Linked DNA regions of Mus musculus: region 1 is linked to region 2. The links are chromatin contacts, called in public Micro-C maps. All regions are on one chromosome and are shown on one strand. The core of a region is the stretch at or near the end of the contact, and the rest is flanking DNA. Distances in the headings are between cores, read along the strand shown. Region 1 has its middle 16 kb from the start of Gm23298. Region 2 has its middle 12 kb from the start of 2310015A10Rik.

Evidence for each region. Hi-C and Micro-C count contacts between places; a contact is called where the count stands out from the background.
Region 1: a Micro-C map of the G1E-ER4 cell line shows a contact between it and region 2, with 4 times the contacts expected there. The contact joins two enhancer-like sites. A contact is called at or near these places in 12 of 484 Hi-C or Micro-C datasets (the Ba/F3 cell line, the G1E-ER4 cell line, bone marrow-derived macrophages and 8 more) and 1 of 115 datasets of contacts at active chromatin or transcription factors (microglia).

What each region holds. Positions count from the first base shown.
Region 1 is chr12:80,892,369-80,898,034 of GRCm38.p6, forward strand. No RefSeq gene overlaps it. Among named protein-coding and RNA genes, the nearest start is that of Gm23298, 16 kb to the right of the region's middle. Within about 2 kb of position 3,048, at least 32 of the 459 cell types and tissues checked have an H3K27ac peak or open chromatin away from gene starts, as enhancers often do. A contact at or near this core is called in the G1E-ER4 cell line and bone marrow-derived macrophages, where this site is marked.
Region 2 is chr12:80,142,374-80,148,045 of GRCm38.p6, forward strand. No RefSeq gene overlaps it. Among named protein-coding and RNA genes, the nearest start is that of 2310015A10Rik, 12 kb to the left of the region's middle. Within about 2 kb of position 4,343, at least 44 of the 459 cell types and tissues checked have an H3K27ac peak or open chromatin away from gene starts, as enhancers often do. A contact at or near this core is called in the G1E-ER4 cell line and bone marrow-derived macrophages, where this site is marked.

The DNA.
Region 1 (5,666 bases), core at 1,798-4,297, 750 kb after region 2:
GCTCATTTTTATCTACATTATGTATTACAACTATTTAATAAAGTAAAAATGTGAACACAACGCCAGGAGTTATCAGCCTGGCTAGTTAAATACATCTAATATATCCAAATAGACAATGAATACTGGAAAACAAAACAAAACAAAACAAAAACAACAACAAAAAACCCTCAAAACTAAAATTACTTAAGGGGCAATCTACAGAACATATTGTGGTCTGAGAAAGACCAGGTGCCTAATGGAGCACATGGCAATGGAGGAGGGGGCCCCCTGGGAAGACCAGCAGTCTCAACTGACCTGGACCCTGGAGATCTCTCAGACACTGAGCCACCAACAGGTAACATACAACAGCTGATATGAGGCCCCCAACACAGATACAGCAGAGCACTGCCCGTTCTGGCCTCAGTGAGAGCTGCACCTAACCCTCAAGAGACTTGAGGCCCCAGGGAGTGGGGAGGCCTGGGGGTGGGTGGGGGTGGGTCATGGGGACATTCTCTTGGAGATGGTGTAGGGAGGGTGGGAGGAGGGGGAGGGTTATGAGAAGGGGAGCGGTTGGGGCACAGACCGGGAAGGGGATGAAGTCTGGACTGTGAAAAAAGATTAAAGAATAAAATTGAAAAGAGAGAGAGGGAGGGAGGGGGGGGAATGTACTGGGGGAAGGGACTTTGGGAGGGGGGACCTGTAGAGGGGACAGCAATTGGGATGTAAAGTGAGTAAAGAAAAAGAAAAAAAGAGCAAGAATGTATCAGTATGCGTGTTTTTCTGTATACAGAGAACTCCTAGAGGCAAATGTACCTGTATTTACAATGCGAGGAGCACTGAGCTCCTCTGAGGACCAGTGCTGGAGGCTGATGGAGTGATACGGGAGGAGAACCATACGGGAGGAGAACCGTCTTCTAATCTGGACCCTTTAAAATTGTTTTTTTTTTTTTTTTTTTTTAAATTACGGGTCTGGGTGTGGGTATGTGCACTTGAGTGCAGGTGCCCAAAGAGGCTAGAGACAGCAGACAGACATCCTGGAGCTGGAGTTATTGGCAGTTGTGAGCTACCTGGTGTGGGTGCAGGGAGCTGAACTTGGATCTCCTGATATATGTATCTATCTATCAGGCTCGAGATTCCTGGATGACTATATGAGGAGACAAAGACACACGGATGAAAGGGCCAAAAGGATTCCATCTCCAAGGCAAGAGGAAACAGCAGATACAGCTTGGCAGTGAACTAAGCATTCATTCTGAGGTCCGTGCAGAGGGCCAGAGCGTGAGGGGCTCAGGCTGTGACCAGGGCTCAGAAAAAGGCTCACTACATTCGTTCCTAGTAGATGACAAAAGCTTGTTTTCAGGTGACATAGAGGTGATTGGCTTTGTACAGGGAGGGTGTAAGGAATTCAGAGGGTCAGGGACAATCTGCTTGTGAGGGCGGAACAGGGGCAGAACCCACCTCCTCTGTCTCTCCCCATGGAACCCAGCATTTTACGAGGTCTGATGCAAGCTTACTACATATTTACATTCCTGGGATGGAGAGTCACGATATTCCTGGAAACACACACACACTTGGGTCCTCCTTGGGCCATCTCTGACGCACGGTAATTACCAGATATGTTATTACCAAGAGAATAGAGAGCACATGCTCTGCGCAAACTCTGTGGGGCGTGAAGACACCAGAAGGGAACGAGAGCCACACAGCCGGGGCTTGAGAACTGGGTGGTCAGCCCACTCAGTCCTTGAGGGGATGACGGTTTTACAGGCATGAACTAGATGAGGAGAACGCGGAGCAGGGTGTGCAGGCTGGATGATCGTGTGCTACTGGTGAGCTCTAGAGTCGATGAGTGCGTCATGACCACACAGAAGAATGTCTTCACTTAAAAAAAAAATTTAATGTGTATGAACACACTGTAGCTGTTTTCAGACACACCAGAAGAGGGCGCCAGATCACATTACAAATGGTTGTGAGCCTCCATGTGATTGCTGGGAATTGAACTCAGGACCCCTGGAAGAGCACTCAGTGCTCTGAACAGCTGAGCCATCTCTCCAGACTACGTGTTCACTTTTAAGAAGCGTGTAACAATATCTGGAGGGGGGCAGGAAGCTTTCTGTAAGTGTATAATTTCATTTATTTATTTATTTATTTATTTATTTATTTGCATGTTTGTTTTCTGAGACAGGGTTTCTCTGTGTGGCCCTGGCTGTCCTGGAACTCACTCTCTAGACCTGACCCCAGAACCCACATAGTGGAAGAAGAGAAATGACTTTTGTGAGATGTCTGACCTCCACACATGTGGGCACGTGCACAATAGTTTTTAAAAGAAATATTTTTTTTGTGGGAGAGTACAAGCTGCTCTTCCAAAGAACCCAGGTTCAATTCCCAGCACACATATGGCGGCTCACAATTACCTGTAACTCCAGTTCCAAGGACACCAGATGCCCTTTTCTGGCCTCTGTAGCGTAAGCAGGCTCGTGGTACACAGAGGTACATGAAAACAAGACACACACACACACATGCACACACACACACACACACACTAAATGTAAAAAGAATATGTTTTTAAAAAGATCCACAACTCTGGAGTAAATTCTCTGAGACTGAGAGGACAGAAGGACTAAGAATTCCCACCTGGATTTCGGCTTGTGACTCAGCCAAAGGATGCTGTCAAGGTGGCATTTGAAAATACTAAGTTCTGCCTAAACTCCCCTGGCAAAGCATTTCTGCATCCTCTGCATCCTCAGGCCTTGTGGCCCGCCGCCTCCTTGCACGGCAGGCAACCTTTCGCCAGCCTGGGAGGCCATAGGTCCCTGAACATAGGTCTCTCTTAAGAGCTGAGGCTGTACAGTTGTAAAGCGGGAGCCCGGGTTGACAGGGCAGTTTTGAAAGGAGAGAAACCACTTTCGGCTCCCCGACAGGACAAACACCCTTTTCTCTGAAAAGAGCTTACAGAAACGAGTATCCAATCACCAGCTTGGATTTAGGATCCCAGCAAGTCACACTGCACTGCACCAGAAACCAAACCTTTAGCCAGCCCAAGAGGTGGCGCTGGCACAGCCTTCTAGCGCCTTCTAGCGTCGGCGAAGGAGACGGCCTCCTCCAGGTCTGAGAGGACGAGATCTATCCTGAACTTTAGGCAGCTGTAGCCTGAGAATGGAAACGAGAGTTAGGAGTCCTAGATAAATAGTTTTCTAGAGCGGCCTTAGAACTCATCAGTACAGGGGACAATTTAATATTACAGGATTGTATTGTCTCGGTTCTGAAAGACAGATGCCCAAAATCAAGGTGTTGAAAAAGTTCCTGATGTGTCTTGAAGGCTCAAAAATCTGTTCTTCCTTCTTTTTAGATTCTGGTGATTCTTGGCCTTGCTGTTCTCATACCTGCTCCACTCCAGTTCCTCCCCGATCTTCTCACAGTGCGATGCTCTTCTTGTAAGGTCTCCAAGTGCCATACCAGGGTCCCCCTGAGCTGATACATTCTCACTGTGGCTTGCTAACATCTGCAGAGACCCTACTTCAAATTAAAGCCACATTCACAGGGACCAGGGTTGAGGAGGTATTCGAACATAGTCCATCTATCACAGATACAGTTGTTTCAACAGATATTCCTCCAACATCGGCTAAAGGCCAGGGCGGGGTGAGGGCTAGGCACACCGGACCACTTTGTACATTCTTGGTTCTCAAGTGTGCATCTTGTGACCTGTGTCTTCCTCTGCTACCCTTGTCTCTTCTGGGCCTGACAGGGTCCCAGGGACTGTGGGTATTTCATTGGCTGTGGATGAAAGGCAGCAGGGAGGGCAAGAGAGAGTAATGAAGGTTGTGAGGACAAAGAAAAGGCAGAGAACACAGGAAGGGGTGCGGAATAGTTGGGCAGAAGGGTAAACCAGGATGGGGATGAAGAGGAAGATGAAGGCCAGGCTGCATGGACCTTGGAGACTAAGTAAGTAGGAGACTACCACACAAGGCTTTATTGCATCCTCTAGGTGCCATAATTACCAGGGGTCAGGCAGAGAACTTTGAAACCAAGGTCTACATCCTAGATTAAAGTTATTAACATATCTAGAGCTTCCAGGTCACCTGGAGGCTCCCGGCAGGTGCACCTCTGGAGAAGGCCAGGGAGCTCCACTCGCTCCCAAATGCCTTCTTCTGTGTCCAGCAAACATGAATCCCTGCCAGTGCTTTGGTGCTCTGACTCACAACCATCTGTAAGTGCAGTTCCAGTGAATCCTGACGCCCTCTTCTGACCTCTGAGGGCACCAGGTGCACATGTGGTGCACAAGCATTCATACAGGCAAACACCGTGCACATAAAGTAAAATAGATAAATCTTTACAAAATAAAAAATACCCAGTCCCAGAACTGCTAACTTGCTGACAGCATTAGTCCAGAATAAAACCACATCTCTATACACTCCACCCAGACCCTTAGCACAACCAAGTTTATAATTGCCTTATAGCATCCTCTGGCTGAAGTGGCAATCCTCCTGGGGCAAAAAGTCCTTAGACACCCAACCTGCATGCCTGACTGTGGGCATCTATAGAGTGAAGGATGTTTCTTTTCGTCTCTAGATTTCTGAAAATTCTTAATGATGAACGGTATTTCAATTATCAAATGCTTTTTTTCTGCAATGGTTAAAATGTGTTTTCTTTAATATGTTAATGTAAAGCCCCGTTTTGTATTCCAATAGAGTTTCTTGCTGTGAAACCATCCCTTAGAGTCCTGCTAAATCTGCTTGGCTGTGATAACTCACACCTAGATGTGCATTCTAAAATACAGTGCTGTGTCTTAGTTATCCCTCTATGTTGGTAAGTGAAAATACCTGTGATTTTCTTGTTCCTGTCCTTGCTTGACCTCCAAGTAATAGCCTCAGAAAATGAAGTGAGGGAGGGGCTCCCATTTCTAGTTTTCTGAAGCAGTTATTTGCTCTGTAGCCCAGGCTGGCTTTGAACTTGAGATCCTCCTACCTTAGCTACTCTAGTGCTGGAATTATAGCTGTGTGCATCTGGGCCTGTTGACTTTTGATGAGAGACCTTTGATTATGAATCCAGTGTCTTTTTGTTTTGAGACAGTGTCTTTCTGTGTAGCCCTGGGTGTCCTGGAACATGATATGGAGATCAGGCTGGCCTTGAACTCAGAGAGAACCTCCTCCCTCTGCCTCCCTAGTGCTGGGATCAAAGGTGTGCTCCACTGAGCTTCTCTGAGTTCCATGTCTTAGCTGATTATCAACTTAGACTTCTTATTTTATTGAGATGATTTTGTCAATTAAAAAAATCTATTTTGGGGCTGGTGAGATGGCTCAGTGGGTAAGAGCACCCGACTGCTCTTCCGAAGGTCCGGAGTTCAAATCCCAGCAACCACATGGTGGTTCACAACCATCCGTAACGAGATCTGACTCCCGAAAATCTATTTTAATGTACCAGTTTTAAAATTGTCATTCGTTATTGTGTTCATAAAATGTGTTTTGGAGATCTGTGTTTGTGTATACCACAGAACACATGTGGAGGTCAGAGGACAACTTTGTGGAGTTAGTATTTTCCTTCTACCTTTGCACAGATTCCAGGGATCAAACTCAAGTTGTTGGGCTTACACAGTAAGTACTTTGACCTGCTGTGATGGTTTGAATAGGCATGGCCCCCATAGACTTGTGTGTGAATGTTTGGCCCATAGGGAGTGGTACTATTAGGAGGTATGG
Region 2 (5,672 bases), core at 3,093-5,592:
GATTACGAGAGCACAAGAATCCATTCCAGGAGAGAGACAAGTGAGCACGGAACTGTGAAACAACCCGTCATGCCCAACACTGCAAAACGCCAGTCTCCTACTACGAATAGGAGAGAAGGAGACTAACCAGCAGTCCAGCCAACCAGAACACAGTCGACAGGATTCGAGCAATTAGCAAGCCCTTGTCCATGATAAACCTAAATGTAAATATCTTAATTTGCCAGTTAAAAGATGCAAACTAGGGGCTGGAGAGGTGGCTCAGCGGATAAGAGCACTAATTGCTTGCTCTTCCAGAGGTCCTGAGTTCAAGTCTCAGCAACCACATGATGGCTCACAACCATCTGTAATGGGATCCAATGCCTTCTTTTGGTGTGTCTGAAGGGAGCAACTCACATGCATTAAGTAAATAAAATGCAGACTACCTCAGAGGTTTCAATACACGGTTCTCTGTTCTCACCAAGAAAAACACCTCACTGGCAGAAGAAACAGAGCAAAAGGATAGAAGTAAATTTACATAGTAAATGGAAGGTTTTTTAAAATGCTGGCAGAGCCATTCTGTGGCCTGACAGAGTGCACAGCAGACCATATTAGTCCACGGATACAGAAGGCCACTGCCCATCAATAAAGAGAATGACCAGCACTGGGGCCCTCGTTTCATGAAAACAAACACTAGCAGAAGTAAAGAGGCCATCAATGTTATTACCGAGAGTGAACTCTGAATGCCACAATACCAACCTTCCAGGCAAGATGTGCCCACTGGTGAGATATTGGCATGAAAGCTTTGGGGGTAGCCAACTGCTTTTGAGTTGGATTTGAGGCCTGCCCTACTGATGGGAATTCTGTGCCTGGTGTTGCAAATCTGGTCAAAAGCTCATAGCTTAGAATGCCATAGGCCCCCCCAAAAAAGAGAATCTTTTATTAATTGCCTTGCTAAGCATATACCAAATTGCCCTCTAAATATTTGTTTTTATATAGAGAGACTAGTGCTGCCCTCAACCTCGGCCAGAAAGTCTTCTTTCAGCAGTGCTCAGCAGTTGGGACAGACTCATTAATGGTCAAAGTGCTAAGGCTAAGCGACTGTTTAGTACTCAGCCCTAAATGGGACATCTGTATCACAAACGCACACTCACACACCACGCACACACACACATACACACACATAGACACGCATACACTCACACACACATGAACTCACACACACTCACACACACAACACGATAAGCGCATACAACAATGAACACACACGTGCGTACACAGGTGTACAATTTAGGACATATTCAAATTGTACTCGATGGGGGGGAAATAACCCACAAGTGGTCATGAAGCAGGGAGAGGATCTGCCGGGGATGTTCCGGGGAGACTGAGGGCAGGGAGTGGGGTGGTTATGGTCAAGATGTATTGTTTACACATATGGAATTGTCACCGAGTGAGTGAAAAATACCTCATTAGATCATTCTGACAACAAGGCACTTGTAGCTATTCAGCACAGCCCCAGCCTTTGTACCTTGGCTCTCTCCTGATAATAATGACGGTGTCAATGAGATGGTGTCAACGAGAGTCACCTACTTCATCTATACAGCATTACTACTTCCCCAAATGAAAGGGAAACTCTCTTTGGAGCAGAGACAAATGCGCACACCTTGGGTTTCAACTCAGCCGCAATCTCAAATTCGTGTCGTTTTCCGGGCACCTGCTTCTGCTGCCAAGACTCTACAAGAGAGACTCTCTCCGGTCAGAGGGGACATCTGCCTCTTGTCACCTGTCCCCATAGTTACTGTCGTACTGAAAGAGGCAGGAACGTGGACCCTGTCCTTATGATTATTGGGTCAATGAGAAGCTTTCTTTATTTTGCCTGTACTGTCCCATCGACACTTTACACCAGCCACTTCTTCACACCAGACGATTCACACCAGCCCTGTATGGAAGGAGGCACCAGTCTTTACAACATCTAGACCCATAGTCAGCTGTCACTCTCTTCTTGCTGCATGCCTTCTTAGGCTCCAACTAGGCCACACCTAAATTAAGCCTCAGCAAATTTAAAACTATAACTATCTTCTCCCCTGCTTGGATTTTCCAACCAGGGTGTATCTGTGTAGCTCTAACTGTCCTGGAACTCAATCTGTACACTAGAGCTGGCCTTGAACTCACAGAGATCTGCTTACCTCTGCCTCCCAAGTACTAGGCTTAAAAGTTTGTGCCACCACTACCCAGCTAACTAATGGATCTTTCTGTGGGTTTTGTTGTTGTTTGCTTGAGACAAGGACGCACTGTGTAGTTTTTGCTTACCTGGAACCTCACTGTGTGGATCAGATCAGGCTGGCCTTGAACCCAAAGATTTGCCTGTCTCTGACTAAAGAGTGCTGGAATTCATTATACACACACACACACACACACACACACACACACACACACATAATCTTTTAAGCACAACAGGATTGTGTTAGAAATAAATAATAACTAAAACTGGAAAATTCACAAATTAGTGAAAAATTTAAAAAAATTCTTAAATGACCAATAGATTCAAGAAGAGTCACAAGAAGAATTAGAAAATGCTTAGAGATGAAAGAAGAGAGCACATAAGATGGATACAGAGAGCCGGAGAGATGGCTCACTGATTAAGAGCACGGACTGCTCTTCCAGAGGACTCAAGTTCAATTCCCATCCCCCACATGACAGCTCACAGCTGTCTGTAACTCCAGTTCCATAGGATCTGACATTCTCACACAGACACTTATGCAGGCAAAACACTAATGCTCATAAAAATAAATTAATTTTAAAAAGAAACAGAGGATACTACTGCTATAAATACAACTATAAACACTTTTTAAATGCCTCGTATCTTTAATGATGCACTGGAATAAATTGATAGTAAATAAGAGAAAAGGCAAATAAATTTGTTACATGTAGAAATTCAGTCACGTGACACACTTACCTACACCCCAACATGGTTCTTAAGTGTATTACACACCTCATTTCTATAGAGGAGGACAAAAACGAGGACATAGACAATTTTATAAATGAGTATAGGGGAATTCAAAGGCCTGGGACAAAGACAGTTTGGCTAACAAAACAGAGGGCCATTTATAAATGCTTGTCTTTGGAATGGGACCAAGTGAAAGACAAATGTGTGTGACAGCAGTCTGTGGAGGTATTGAGACCGCCTTTTGCAATCGGTATAGTTAATGGAAAATCAGAGAAAGGACTTTGCGTAATTGTTTTCTCCCCCAGCAGTCCAGAATCCAATCGGACAAAGAGAAAAGAGAGAAAAGCCTCTCCCAGCATCCTCTGCGCTCAGAGTTCCTTCCTTTTAGAAGAATAAGCACTCTGGGGTGCCACACGTTGAGGTGACCATTCCTGGATTCCCTCGCTACATTAAAAACAACAGCAATGTCAAGAGCCGAGCTTTTACAATCTAAGGAACTAGAAAGAGAATTCTACATTAAGCCCAAAGCAGAAGGAAGGAAATAATGAAGTTTGGTGCAGGGGGTGAATGAAATGGAGAATAGGAAAAAAGAGTTGGGAGAAAGAATGAGAAGAGGAGGGGGAGGAGGGAGAGAGGAAGGAAGGGAAGAAGAGTGGGAGGGAGAGAGAGAGCGAGCCTGAGGGAAGGAGAGGGCTGAAGAGATTAATCCACTGTTGAGGGCACCTGATGCTCCTTCAGCGGACCCAGGCTCAGTGAGCAGCAGCTGATGAGGCTCACAACCATCCTTAACTCCAGTCTACTGCCAGGGGTTAGCTTCAGCCCACCCTGAGCAATCCTATACCCATTTGGACTCTATCAACCTCTATCCTAAAATCATAGCTCTACAAGTAGAGACTCGGCCTCCTCGGACCTGAGGCATGGCTCAGGCCAAGCCCGGAGCTCTTCTCTGAGGTTCCCAGACCTTCCCTGGAAGCCCCAAACCCCTTCCTCCCTCCCACAAGCTCCTTTGGTGGTTTCTCTCCACCTCCAAGATGGCTCTTGGGAGGATATTTTATTTTCCCAGACAAGCTCAGCAAGGCAACTTCTCCTCCTAAGAGGTTAACCTAATTGCTTTTCCCAGAAGAAAACCCTCAGAGGTTTCCCTTGTGGTGGAATAGGAGGTTTGAAAATTATATGTTCAGAGCCCCGTCCTGGTTACTATATTCGGTTCCTTTTCCCAGATGGTGGAATGAGAGAGAGAGAGAGAGAGAGAGAGAGAGAGAGAGAGAGAGAGAGAGAGAGAGAGAGAGAGAGAGAAAACGAACAGGCGCCATCTGCTGGCCCACAACGGAACTCCGGGAGAAGACGAGGTTCATCGGTGCCATTGAAAGTCAGGCGCACAGCACGCTCAACACGCACAGTCCTCTGTTGGCTAAGAAGCTGGGCCACAGGTCAAGGGTTCAGCCCGCTGCTCATTTTTAATGTTTCTCACTTTCAAAGCCTGGTGACAAGTGTGGTATTCAGTACATTGGCTTTCACAAACATAAAATATGTGGTTTCCAGGGGTGGAGAGCCAGAGAGGCTTACAAACATTAGGTAAGAATAATGTACAGTATTTGCATACACATATCTGGGATCACGTGATACCTCAGAGTACCTCATCTGGGCCTACTTGAACTATAGGAGTCTGACGGGGCTCAGAGGCGTGGACGGCTTCTCTCTGCCCGTCCTGTGCAGTCCCTGTCCTTTCCACTTCCCTAACGATTCCAAGATTCCTCTTGCTTTGGAAAGCAAGCCATAAATTCTGGAAACTTCACTATCTCCCCTCTCCCTGGAAGACACCAGCCCCAAGGGAGCAGAGATGTTGCACAGACACGCAGCAGCATCTGGACAGGAAGGCCTTGCTGGCCTGTTGTCTATCACGGTCAGGTCATGACCTTTTACCCAGGCACAATTCTGTACCACTGCCCATCCTTCACTGACCCAAGGCATAAAGATACATTGTTTCCCCTGGGTCGTTATATAACTTTGATCAAGTCGCTATGTTATGCCTTTCTCTTGTTAACTCTTCTTTTGTAATGGAGTACTGGTCATGGTCCTTATGATGGGTGAGAAGCAATATTTGTCATGTCTCTGTCACTGTCTCTGTCTGTCTCTCTGTCTGTTTCTCTGTCTCTGTCTCTGTCTCTGTCTCTCTCTCTCTTGTGTGTGTGTGTGTGTGTGTGTGTGTGTGTGTGTGTGTGTGTGTCTGGTATGTCTGTCTCTCTGTCTCTGTCAGTCTTTCTCTCTCTGGGGAGACAGAGACAGAGTGGGGGAGTAGAGACTTGTTAGAGAGGACATAGAGGCCAAGCCTGGCCTGAAGACTCATCAGCCCTCGCTGGGAAGGTGGTGCTTGGTCAACCTGACTCCTCACTCATAACACAGCTGCCTGCCCACTCCCAGGCCCCGATGGACAGAGCTCGCTCCACAGGCTACATACAACAGGGCTCACGGGAGGATGAGGGACAGCAGAGCTGGTGTGTATACCTCATCTTCTAAGAGCAGAGGGCCTGTGGCTGAGGCCCTCGGCCCTCTGCTGTAGCTCAGTTCTGCTCTGACTGAGTCTCCCAGAGGACTCAGGGAAGGACGAAGTGGCTGCCCTGGCCCGGGAAGACTTGCTTGATCACACCTGCCCTAGCACATGTGAGGAGAGAAAGCAGCACCACTCAAGCAAGGTCTTTGTCAAATGCAAACCACCAGGGGCAGCCCCACTGCAAAGGAGCGGAGGTGA